Linked DNA regions of Mus musculus: region 2 is linked to region 1. A link is a contact called in public HiChIP or PLAC-seq data. All regions are on one chromosome and are shown on one strand. The core of a region is the stretch at or near the end of the contact, and the rest is flanking DNA. Distances in the headings are between cores, read along the strand shown. Region 1 overlaps Mroh1 (maestro heat-like repeat family member 1). Region 2 holds the start of Maf1 (MAF1 homolog, negative regulator of RNA polymerase III).

Region 1 (4,768 bases), core at 1,118-3,617:
TCTAGAAGAGCAGTCAGTGCTCTTAACCACAGAGCCATCTCTCCAGCCTGAGAGAAGAATCTTTTAAAAGTCGATATCCCACCCCCAAATTAAAAATATTTACTTACTTTGTGCATAAGTATGTGTGGATGTGGATACCTTTTGGAGGTCCGAGGACGGTTTGTTAGTTCTCCCCTTCCACCATGTAAATTCTGGGGATCCAACTCAGATTAGTAGGCTTGACAGCAAGTACTGTGACTTGCTGAGCCAAGGAACCTTGGAGTCAGTAGCTTATAGGAGACAGAAACAGCGGCAGGGATGGACGGAGGGAGGGAGGGAAGGAGAGATGGAGGGAGAGGGAGAGAGAGATTGTGTGTGTGTGTGCGCGCGCATAGGCATACACATGCCATAGATCACATATACAGCTTAGAGGACAACTTTAGGTCTCTCCTTGGCCCACTGGATCCTGAAATCAAACTCAGCTTGTCAGTCTCACACAGAAAGCACTTACTGAGCCATCCCACCAGCTTTTCTTGAGTGACTTTGGTGTGCTTGCCTGTGGGAGCTGACAGACATCCTCTCGGGGCAGGGTTGGTGAGTCTGCTGCGTTTCCTTTTCTGCCAGCCTTTCCCCTTCTTGTGCTAACCTGGATGGACCTCGTGGTCCATCTCATGCTAACCTTGGTGTGTGGACAGTCATCCACACGTGCTCTCGTTTGCCTCTTCCTCCAGCCTGAGAAGCCTGGCCCTGATGGGGAGGACCTGGCGGCAGATAGCGTGCGGGCTGTCAGTATCCGCACCCTCTACCTGGTCAGCACCACAGTGGATAGGATGAACAGTGTGAGTGTGCATGTCTCTGACCCGAGGCTGGCTGCCTGAGCTTTCCCAGTCCTAGATTTCCTGCCCTCCCCATCCCTGGCCTGGAGCGGAGAGTGTGGCCTCCAGGGGACAGTGGCCGGACAGTGCTCAGAGGATCTCTCAGCAATGGCCGGACACACTGTCTGTCTTAGCATCGGCCCCTCTCAAGCTACCCGGCTCCTGTATAGCAGTGGAGATCCAGTTCTGACATCTCTACTGCCCCGGAGGCCGTGCCCACCTGCTTGCAGTCCACAGACCGTGGCCCTCTGTCCTTCAGGTTCTCTGGCCCTACCTCCTCGAGTTCCTCACCCCGGTGCGCTTCACTGCGGCCCTCACCCCGCTCTGCAGGAGCCTTGTGCACTTAGCCCTGAAGAGGCAGGAGGCTGGGGCAGATGATTTCCTCATCCAGTACAACGCGAATGGTGTGGAGGCCCAACCACCGTGCCCCTGGCTGACCCCACCGACGCCATGATGCCCTTACACCTCGTCCTCTCTCAGCTCTCTGCCTTGCCCTTGCCCTGCCCCTGCTGCTGACACCCCCCTACCCCACCCCACCCCACCCCCAGCTGCTTTCGCATGCTGTCCCACCCCAGCTGCCTGCTTGTGCCTATGGTCCCATCTTTTATCCTATCCCTGCCTTGTAACTGTTTCCATGTTTCTTGTCCAGCAAACCTCCCGTCTCCCTTCGCTATGACCACACGACTGCTGGTAAGCAACGGGTCTGTTACTGTGTCTCAGCACACGGGCTGACACTGTCCTTCATGGGACATTCTCGTAGGTGTCAGCGTGACCGAGCTTACTCTGATAGAAGAGTGGCCTCTCGGCCCCAGAGTCCCTGTCAGCTCTGTGGCAAGCCTGACCCTTGCCACCGTCTCATTGGCATTCCTTGCCCCCGTGTTTGCTGGTTTTCCCTTCACCCCTGGGAAGCTGGTCCCCAGGTTGGGCACTGTGGCCAGGAGATGGCAGGCGGCTCCATGCTTAGGCGACCCCCTTCCTTCCTCTCCTTCAGGTTGTGTCTTCTAATCCCTACCTGGGAGATGGGCGTGGAGCGGCCTCCCTGCGCCTCCTGAAGGTTATGCATCAGAATATCCACCCTTTCCTGGGCCAGCGGTGGGAGACAACCATGCCCATGCTGCTGGAGTACCTGGATGGTGAGGCCTGTGAGGCTCAGGAGCCCCTTAGCCACCCCTGACCCCACTAGCACCCAGTATGCCGTTCGGGTTGAAAGAAACGATCCAAGCTGTAATCTAAGAAAGGGCCTGGATGGCTCACAAGGGAAGGGGGTGTGACTGTGGCCTGACTGGTTTCTGCGTTCCTTCTGGGAATTCCCAGAGACAAGGAGGGCCCACCTAGTGCATGTTGGAATGAGCCTGCCTGGCAGGACCCCAGCCAGTGGGCTTATTGGTCATTTCAGAGCACACCGAGGAAAGCCTGTCACTGAAGGAGTGGGAAGAAAAGCTTCTAATGGTGAGAGATGGAGCAGAAGGCCAAGGGCCTGTCTGTGCCTTTTTGGGACATTCTGGGCCTGGGCACAGAGGGCCAGGGCAGCAAATGTTGGACCAGTGTATTGTGCCTTCCAAGGGGCTTGTTGTTATCCAACTTCATCTGGTGGTGTGACTAGGGGATGGGCTCAGTGGTGGGGGGAGTTTGGGGTAAGGATGGTGGCTGGTCTCAGATGTCCCTGGCAGGATATTGTACCTTCTGTCACTCAGCACCAAATGGGAGGGACTTTTGCTCATCCTGGGCACAGAAAGGGCTTTTCCCTCCTTCCCCGTCCCCAGCCGAGTTCAGAGCCACTTGTGCTTCAGCCTGCCTCATAGCTACCCACCTTCAAAGGCCACTTACCAACAGGAGTCACCATAAGGTTATCACGTGTCAAGGCCCTGCCTCAGGCCTCACCAATGCTCTCCCCCCTCAGTTCCTGCGAGACACCCTGGCCGTAGTATCTGACAACATCTGGATCTGCCAGCTGAGCCAAGAGATGTGCAAGCAACTGCCCTCTTACAGTGGGACTCCTCAGGAGAAGGTGCCTGAGACAAGCTAGCTGGGGATGGGGATCTCTGCACAGTCCCCAGCTCCCATGCTTTGTGTCTTTGATCTCGCCTGTCTGTGTCTTTGTCTCCTGACTCTGGCAACCCTGGCCAAGCCACTTAAAAAGCAAGCAGGGTCAGGAGGCTCCTCGCTGCAGTTAACAGCTGGGGGATGGGGGACAGCTGCCTGCTCACTGTTCCTCAGACACAGCCTGGGTCTCACCTCCTCATGCAGGACCCTTCCTATGTCCTGCTTGAAATACAGCTTCCTCTCCAAGGGGCCGGGTGTAGTGGTGCCCACGTTTAACCCCAAATACTTGAGAGGTAGGCGGATCTATGAGATCAAGTCCAACCTGGTCTACACAGCTAGTTCCAGGACAGCTGGGGCCACATACAGAAACCATATATCAAAAAAACCAAAAAGGAGGAAAGGATACAGCTATCCATTAGCAGTACCCACCACAGTGCAAGTGTCTGTCTGCTCAGGAGTCAGGTTCATCTGTGTTCTCTCCCTGTGTTCCAGAACTTCCTGTATAAGTGCATTGGAACCACGCTGGGTGCTGCTTCAAGTAAGGAGGTGGTGAGGAAACACCTCCGAGAGCTGCTGGAGACAGCCAGATATCAAGAGGAGGCAGAGCAGGAGGTAGGTAGTCCCCAGTGCCCGGGGCTGTGAGGCCGTGTTCATCTGCCGCTCTGAGCTAGCCACGTGTGCTGTGAGCACATAGGTACATGCATGCTTGCACGTGAGGCACACTGCTTGCTTCCTCACGGATGTCCGCGTGTATTTGTGTGCCTTCAGGTTTATGTGTGTGTGGAACTTTGTGTACGTGTGGATATACACTCCTCCCCACACAGCGTGTGGGCAGGTGGGCCACTGTGCCCAAGTGTGAGCACACCCGTGCACCTCCCCAGGGCCTGGCCTGTTGCTTTGGGATCTGTGCCATTACCCACCTTGAGGACACTCTAGCACAGCTGGAGGACTTTGTGAGGTCAGACGTGTTTAGGAAGTCCACCGGCATCTTTAGCATTTTTAAGGTAAGACGGTCATTACCCAGAACAGTGTCCTTGTGAGTAGATACCTGTCTGTGGCTGCCCCACTTTTCATGGCTGTGGTAGGGTGGGTTCCTGCCCTCTGCTCTCTCTCAAGATGAAGGCTAGGGCTGGGTTCCCTCAGGCTTTGTATCCTCCATTCCTCCTCTGGGCCTGAGCTCTCCTCCCACTGAGGGCCTCCCAGAAGCCCTAGCTGATTGGAGTGCTGTTCCTCTAGCTGTGGGTAATGAGAGTTCTCAGTGGCAAGGTTCTGTGGTGATCAGCTTTCTGTTGCTATGACGAAATACTTGAGGAAATCAACTTTAAGGAGGAAGAAGTAGTCTGTCTCCTAGTTTCAGAGGTTGTGCAGGCCGGGCATGGTGGAGGGGCCGGTGAAGAGAGCTTCTCCCTTCACAGGAGCCAAGAGCACACTTACCTACCTCTAGACCCGTGCTGCTTTGAATCCTTCAAAGAGTTCGTTTCTGTGGCTCTCTGCCTTCCTCGTGCTGCGATCCTTTAATGCAGTTCCTCATGTTGTGCTGACCCCTAACCATAAAGTAATTTTCATTGCTATTTCATAACTGTAATTCTGCCACTGTTATGAGTCGTAATGGGTTAGTGCGTTGATGAACTAGTCACTTCCCAAGGGTTTCTGTCTTTGAACACTGCTGCTCTGGGGACATGTGAACTTTAGGGACATTTTCAAATGTTTCTCTAACCCCTGCAGCACTGGGGACCCTTGAGCTCTAGGGACATTGCCTATCAGAACCACACAGCTGGGGAACTCAGAGCTGTCCCCTTCTCTAAGGCCAGGCTGTCTGTCCTTTGCCCTGAGTGCTTGGGTTTTCAGAATCTCCCACCATGCCTGACCCT
Region 2 (4,923 bases), core at 1,301-3,800, 77 kb before region 1:
GACCTGAGAGTTCAAATTCCCCAAACCATATAAAGCCAAGCATGGAAGTATAGATCTGTAATCCCAGTGTTCATATGGTGAGTGAGTTGGGGGTAGAGGCAAGAGAAATGAAACTCCCCAACAAGGTGGAAAATGAGGACTGACACTCGAGGTTGTCCCAGGATTGCTCTCTGACTTCTTTATGTGCTATGTACATGTATGCCTCTATACAAATACATGCGCACCACAAATACAGACAGACACACACTCACGTGTGTGCACACACACAGGAAAAAAGAAAAAAAGTAGTCCCCAGTTGGATGGTACACATCTATAACACCAACACTCCGGGAGAACAGGTAAGAGGGTCACTGACAGTTCAAAACCAACTTGAGCTACACAGTGAATTTGAGATCAACCTGGAATTCACATTGAGACCTTGTCACAAAGAACAGTATTAAGGGTTGGGTACACACATCTGGCAAATGAACGACAAGAGAAAGTCTCTCTTTCAATGCTAAGGTACCCAGGTCTCATGTCAGGCTCAGGGCTTCCTCCGGTGTTTGTGGGCTTTCCTACCTCTTACCAGGGCACTATCTACATCAGTGGTTCTCAACTTGTGGGTTTCAATGCTTTGGGAGTGGAATGACCCTTTCACAGGGGTCACCTAAGACCACTGGAAAACATACTTACACATTACAATTTATAACAGCGGCAAAATTACAGTTATTAAAGTAGCAATGAAAATAAATGTATGGCTGGGGGCCATACTGTATTAAAACTATATTAAAAGGTTGAAGCATTAGGAAGGTTGTGAACCACTGGTCTACATCCAAGGCCCTCTTTTCTCTATGCTTCTCCTGGTGACTTTGGGTGACTTCTCCAACTCCCAGTCTTTACCTCTCCAGAGTCCCAGCCATGTCCATGCTTTTCCAAGCAGGCACTGGATATAAGCCTCATACTAAGTGGTTCTTCTAGCTCAGTCATAATCACTAACTCTTCCATTTGAACAACCACAAGACCTATCAATTCCATCTCCTAAGATCCTCTGGCCTCCTTTAGCCTTGTCTACACTGTGGAGTTTCTATCTTTAAGTCTCTGTTGTTTTTCCACTGAATACAATCCCATTTTCCTTAAACTCTTAGTCCTGCAGCAATGCTTGCTCTTCTTTTTCTTACTTGTCTGGTACTGGGGTCAGCTCTTGAACCTCTTATTTCTCCACTTCCTTCCTCTTGGAAGCCTTCCTAGGTGCCCAGCTTTTCCATCACTACCCCCAACCTCGACCAGGTGGCCCGGACATATTCAAATAAGCATTTATTTCACAACACTGACCATTTTGTCCTTCTGCGGTGGCATCTCGCACCAGTGCTGCCCACTGCTGTGCTTCCTCGGGGTCGAGGAAGTGCACGCTGAAGGTTCCAGGACCTCCAGGGGGAGGCTGCAGCTCGTGTTGGTTAGGCCCACGGACGGTGTAACAAATAGCCTCCAAGGGCCATTCTAAACTGACCTGAACAGGGAAGAGTACTCGGTCGGTGGTTCCTCTTCGTTACCCACACGAATGTGAAAGGAAAAGGAACGAGGTAATCTTTACGGCTCTGAACTTTTCTCGCCTGTTATCTTACCAATTCCTCACAAGATTTGTAAATTAGGTATCAGCATTATTCCCACTTTTACAGGCAATCAAGAAAAATAACTGCTTAAGGACTGTCGTCAAGGTAATCGAAAGAAAGTTGATTCCAGAATCGGGCCCACACTCACCGCCCCAGGCTCGGTGCCTAACAGTCCTAGCCGGAAGCGTCCAGGCCGCTCAGGGTCCGCTATCAATTGCAGCTTCCGCGGCTGCGCTTCGGCATCCTGTCCAGCGCCCAGGGGCCTGACCGCCGCGTGCACTGCCAGGAGCACCACAGGTGAGGCAGGGTCTGCAGCCACTGCCGCACCGCCGGCGGGCGGCGACATTTCTGATCCGGCGGAGTCCTGACTCTCCGAGAGTGCTTCCGTGATAGAGAACTGTCGAGTACTTCCGCCGGCCAGAAACTCGGACTGTGAGCCTCGGTTCCGGATGCCCCAGAGCTTGGAGAACAAGAAGGACCCGATGCTGCGCACTACCAGAGCCTGATGGCTCGCTAAGCGATAGGAATGGTCCCAGATCTCCAGGCACGGTCCGGCCAAGCTAGTCACCTTTCAGCAGGACCCGAGACAGTGTCACAGACCGGTCACCGGTCACAAAAAGAAGGCAAGGATGAACTTTTCTTAAAGGTTCGAACGAACGACAGCTGCTGCCCTACACAAGACAATACCAGTTCCCGGAAGGAACCAGGCACCAATGCACACAAACACACATAAGCACAGCAGAGGCTCTTCGTAACCGTGGACCACTCTAGGAAGAGGGTTGGCTCCTGGGGGCGGGGCGGGCATGGTTCTAACCAATCAACACCAAGAGGGGAGGCGGGTTCGTTAGCGAGTGCGAGACAGACAAGCTATGCAGCCAGTAGAAGTGGAAGGTGAAGCCGAGTGGCGGAGGAGTCCACCAATAAGGTTTCTCGTGGTCTGGCCCTGTGGTTAAAGTGGACCATTCAGAGGAGTGGGGTTGGGCCCGTCGGACGCTTGTTGTTGTCGGGTCGGGGGAGGCGGAGGTCGCTGTTTCGTTCTCTGGCTGGTACGATCTCGGCGGTCCGCGGCAGGTTGGTCGCGAAAGCGGGCGTTGCAGGGGGGCGAGGCTATGTCGCGGCTGCAGCCCGTATGGGCCGGCAGGGCCTGGAGTAACGGGACGTCGCCGCGAAGCTTCTTCCCCCGGATACAGTGCGGCCCGAGTGGAGGCCGCGGCGCCGCCCTCCAGTCCTGAGGAACCCGCGCTGCGCAAAGCCCGCGCCGCCGTCACCTCGGCACCGACACTAAACAACCCGTCTACCCTGGCTTGATCTAGCCCAATTCTGGCAGGTGGGTGTCCGCCTTGTGCGCCAAGCGGTCCGGGCTTGCGGGAACCACAGTCCCCGGCGGGCCTCGCGCTGCTGCAGTGCCTCATGGGACTTGTAGTTCTTATGCTGCTTGGGGCTGGAGCGCCTCTCTTGGTGCACTGCCTCCTGGGGCTTGTAGTTTCCCGCTACGAATCTGCTGGTACCTCTAGGCTTGCAGGGCAGCAATGCCAGGAGACCACTGGCCTGCGCCAGCAGAGGTGGTGTGTCTGCCCATCCTACACACTTCGACGTACGAAGTACGAATTAGGCATACTTGCAAATAGAATTGAAGAATTCATGGGTTTCCTCCTCTTGACAGGAAGCAGTGAAGCAACCCATAGAACCCGGGAGGAGCACCCATACAGGTGACCCTCAAGGCTTGAAACCCCAGATGCCCCGTTCCGAACCGGATAGCAGGTTCTTATTGAGGACCTTACAACAGTCTGAGGATGCCTGCAGAATGTCAATGGAGTAGGAATGTCGAGAGTGGGTGGGGCCCCCAGCCAGCCCCAGTATATAGTACTTGAGATTGAGGTAGAACCTGGACATGCCATGCTCATGCATAGGATCATCTCCCTGTCAGCCAGTGCTGAGTTCTCAGGGGCAGGTAAGGTGAGGAAGATGAGCTCCATGGTGGACTCAAGGTTAGCTCGAGCTGCAAACAGTACTCTGCTAGTGGGTGGAAAGGCTGAAAGTGGAGCCCTTTGGAGCTAGGTAGCCATGCTGGCTTCCCACATTCCCAGGTAGTGCTGCCCTAATCCCACTGGCACAAGAATCTCCCTTCCCAAAGGACATGAAGCTATTGGAGAACTCCAGCTTTGAGGCCATCAACTCACAGTTGACAGTGGAGACTGGAGATGCCCATATTATTGGCAGGTGAGGCTGGAGGCTCTGGGGATCAATCTGTCAGAGATCACTATCGTGGGCCTCGGGGTTAGCATGCTTCATGACTCTGCCTGCGTTCTTTAGGATTGAAAGCTACTCGTGTAAGATGGCGGGAGATGATAAACATATGTTCAAGCAGTTCTGCCAGGAGGGCCAGCCCCATGTGTTGGAGGCACTGTCCCCACCCCAAACTTCAGGCCTCAGTCCCAGCAGGTAAGCTGAGGTGGAGACTACCTTCTGGGGTATGTGGGACAGTGGGCAAGGCTGACATTTTTCTCTGTTCAGACTGAGCAAGAGCCAGGGTGGTGAGGATGAGAGTCCTCTGAGCGACAAGTGCAGCCGCAAGACCCTCTTCTATCTGATTGCCACCCTCAATGAGTCCTTCCGGCCAGACTATGACTTCAGCACAGCCAGAAGTCATGAATTCAGCCGAGAGCCAAGCCTCCGCTGGGTAAGGATGAACAGAAGGGCCCCAAGCCATGTGGTCCTTCTCATTGCCATCCCCACTTGGTGTGGGTTCTTGGGCTCTCCCTGCTGCCCTGGACCCTTGTCACCCCTGACTGTCACCTCCTGTAGGTGGTAAATGCAGTCAACTGCAGCCTGTTTTCAGCTGTTCGTGAAGACTTCAAGGCCCTGAAGCCACAGCTGTGGAATGCAGTGGATGAGGAGATCTGCTTAGCTGAGTGTGACATCTACAGGTGGGCTCACGTCTTTGCAGCTGGGCGTGCACATGTGTATGGCAGTGGAGACCTCATCCCTCTGCTGTTTTCTCTTTTCAGCTATAACCCAGATCTAGACTCCGACCCCTTTGGGGAAGATGGAAGCCTCTGGTCATTCAACTATTTCTTTTACAATAAGAGACTGAAGCGAATTGTCTTCTTTAGCTGCCGCTCCATCAGGTTGGTACTTTGCCACCTCACCTTCTCCAGTTCCCTCTTCAACTCAGATCATTCCTTAACTGGGTCTACTCTCCCTGGGGCAGCCTGGGAAAGGAGATCCTAAGTCCGCTGTCTCTCCCATCCAGTGGCTCCACGTACACACCCTCAGAGGCAGGCAATGCACTGGACTTGGAACTGGGGGCAGAGGAGGCTGATGAAGAGAGTGG

The links. HiChIP or PLAC-seq counts read pairs in DNA pulled down with a chosen protein or histone mark.
Region 2: a contact with region 1 is called in an H3K4me3 HiChIP or PLAC-seq map of the SCID.adh cell line, with 19 read pairs. The contact joins the promoter of Maf1 here to the enhancer-like site in region 1. A contact is called at or near these places in 2 of 39 promoter capture datasets (embryonic stem cells and trophoblast stem cells), 1 of 484 Hi-C or Micro-C datasets (bone marrow-derived macrophages), 4 of 115 datasets of contacts at active chromatin or transcription factors (the SCID.adh cell line, double positive thymocytes and embryonic stem cells) and 3 of 9 other capture datasets (adipose tissue, liver and pancreatic islet).

The regions. Positions count from the first base shown.
Region 1 is chr15:76,426,399-76,431,166 of GRCm38.p6, forward strand. Mroh1 (maestro heat-like repeat family member 1) reads left to right here. Exons shown (of 44, transcript NM_175457.4): 15 at 711-818; 16 at 1,114-1,258; 17 at 1,504-1,544; 18 at 1,846-1,987; 19 at 2,251-2,303; 20 at 2,755-2,862; 21 at 3,390-3,509; 22 at 3,779-3,901. Among named protein-coding and RNA genes, the nearest start is that of Mir6954, 4.4 kb to the right of the region's middle. Within about 2 kb of position 2,368, at least 5 of the 459 cell types and tissues checked have an H3K27ac peak or open chromatin away from gene starts, as enhancers often do. A contact at or near this core is called in the SCID.adh cell line, where this site is marked.
Region 2 is chr15:76,348,744-76,353,666 of GRCm38.p6, forward strand. It overlaps Maf1 (MAF1 homolog, negative regulator of RNA polymerase III), which reads left to right and starts at 2,551. Exons shown (of 8, transcript NM_026859.3): 1 at 2,551-2,916; 2 at 3,677-3,809; 3 at 3,903-4,031; 4 at 4,104-4,269; 5 at 4,395-4,516; 6 at 4,598-4,717; 7 at 4,843-4,923. The coding sequence starts at 3,727. Sharpin (SHANK-associated RH domain interacting protein) reads right to left here and starts at 2,367. Exons shown (of 9, transcript NM_025340.2): 1 at 1,738-2,367; 2 at 1,312-1,486. The coding sequence starts at 1,935.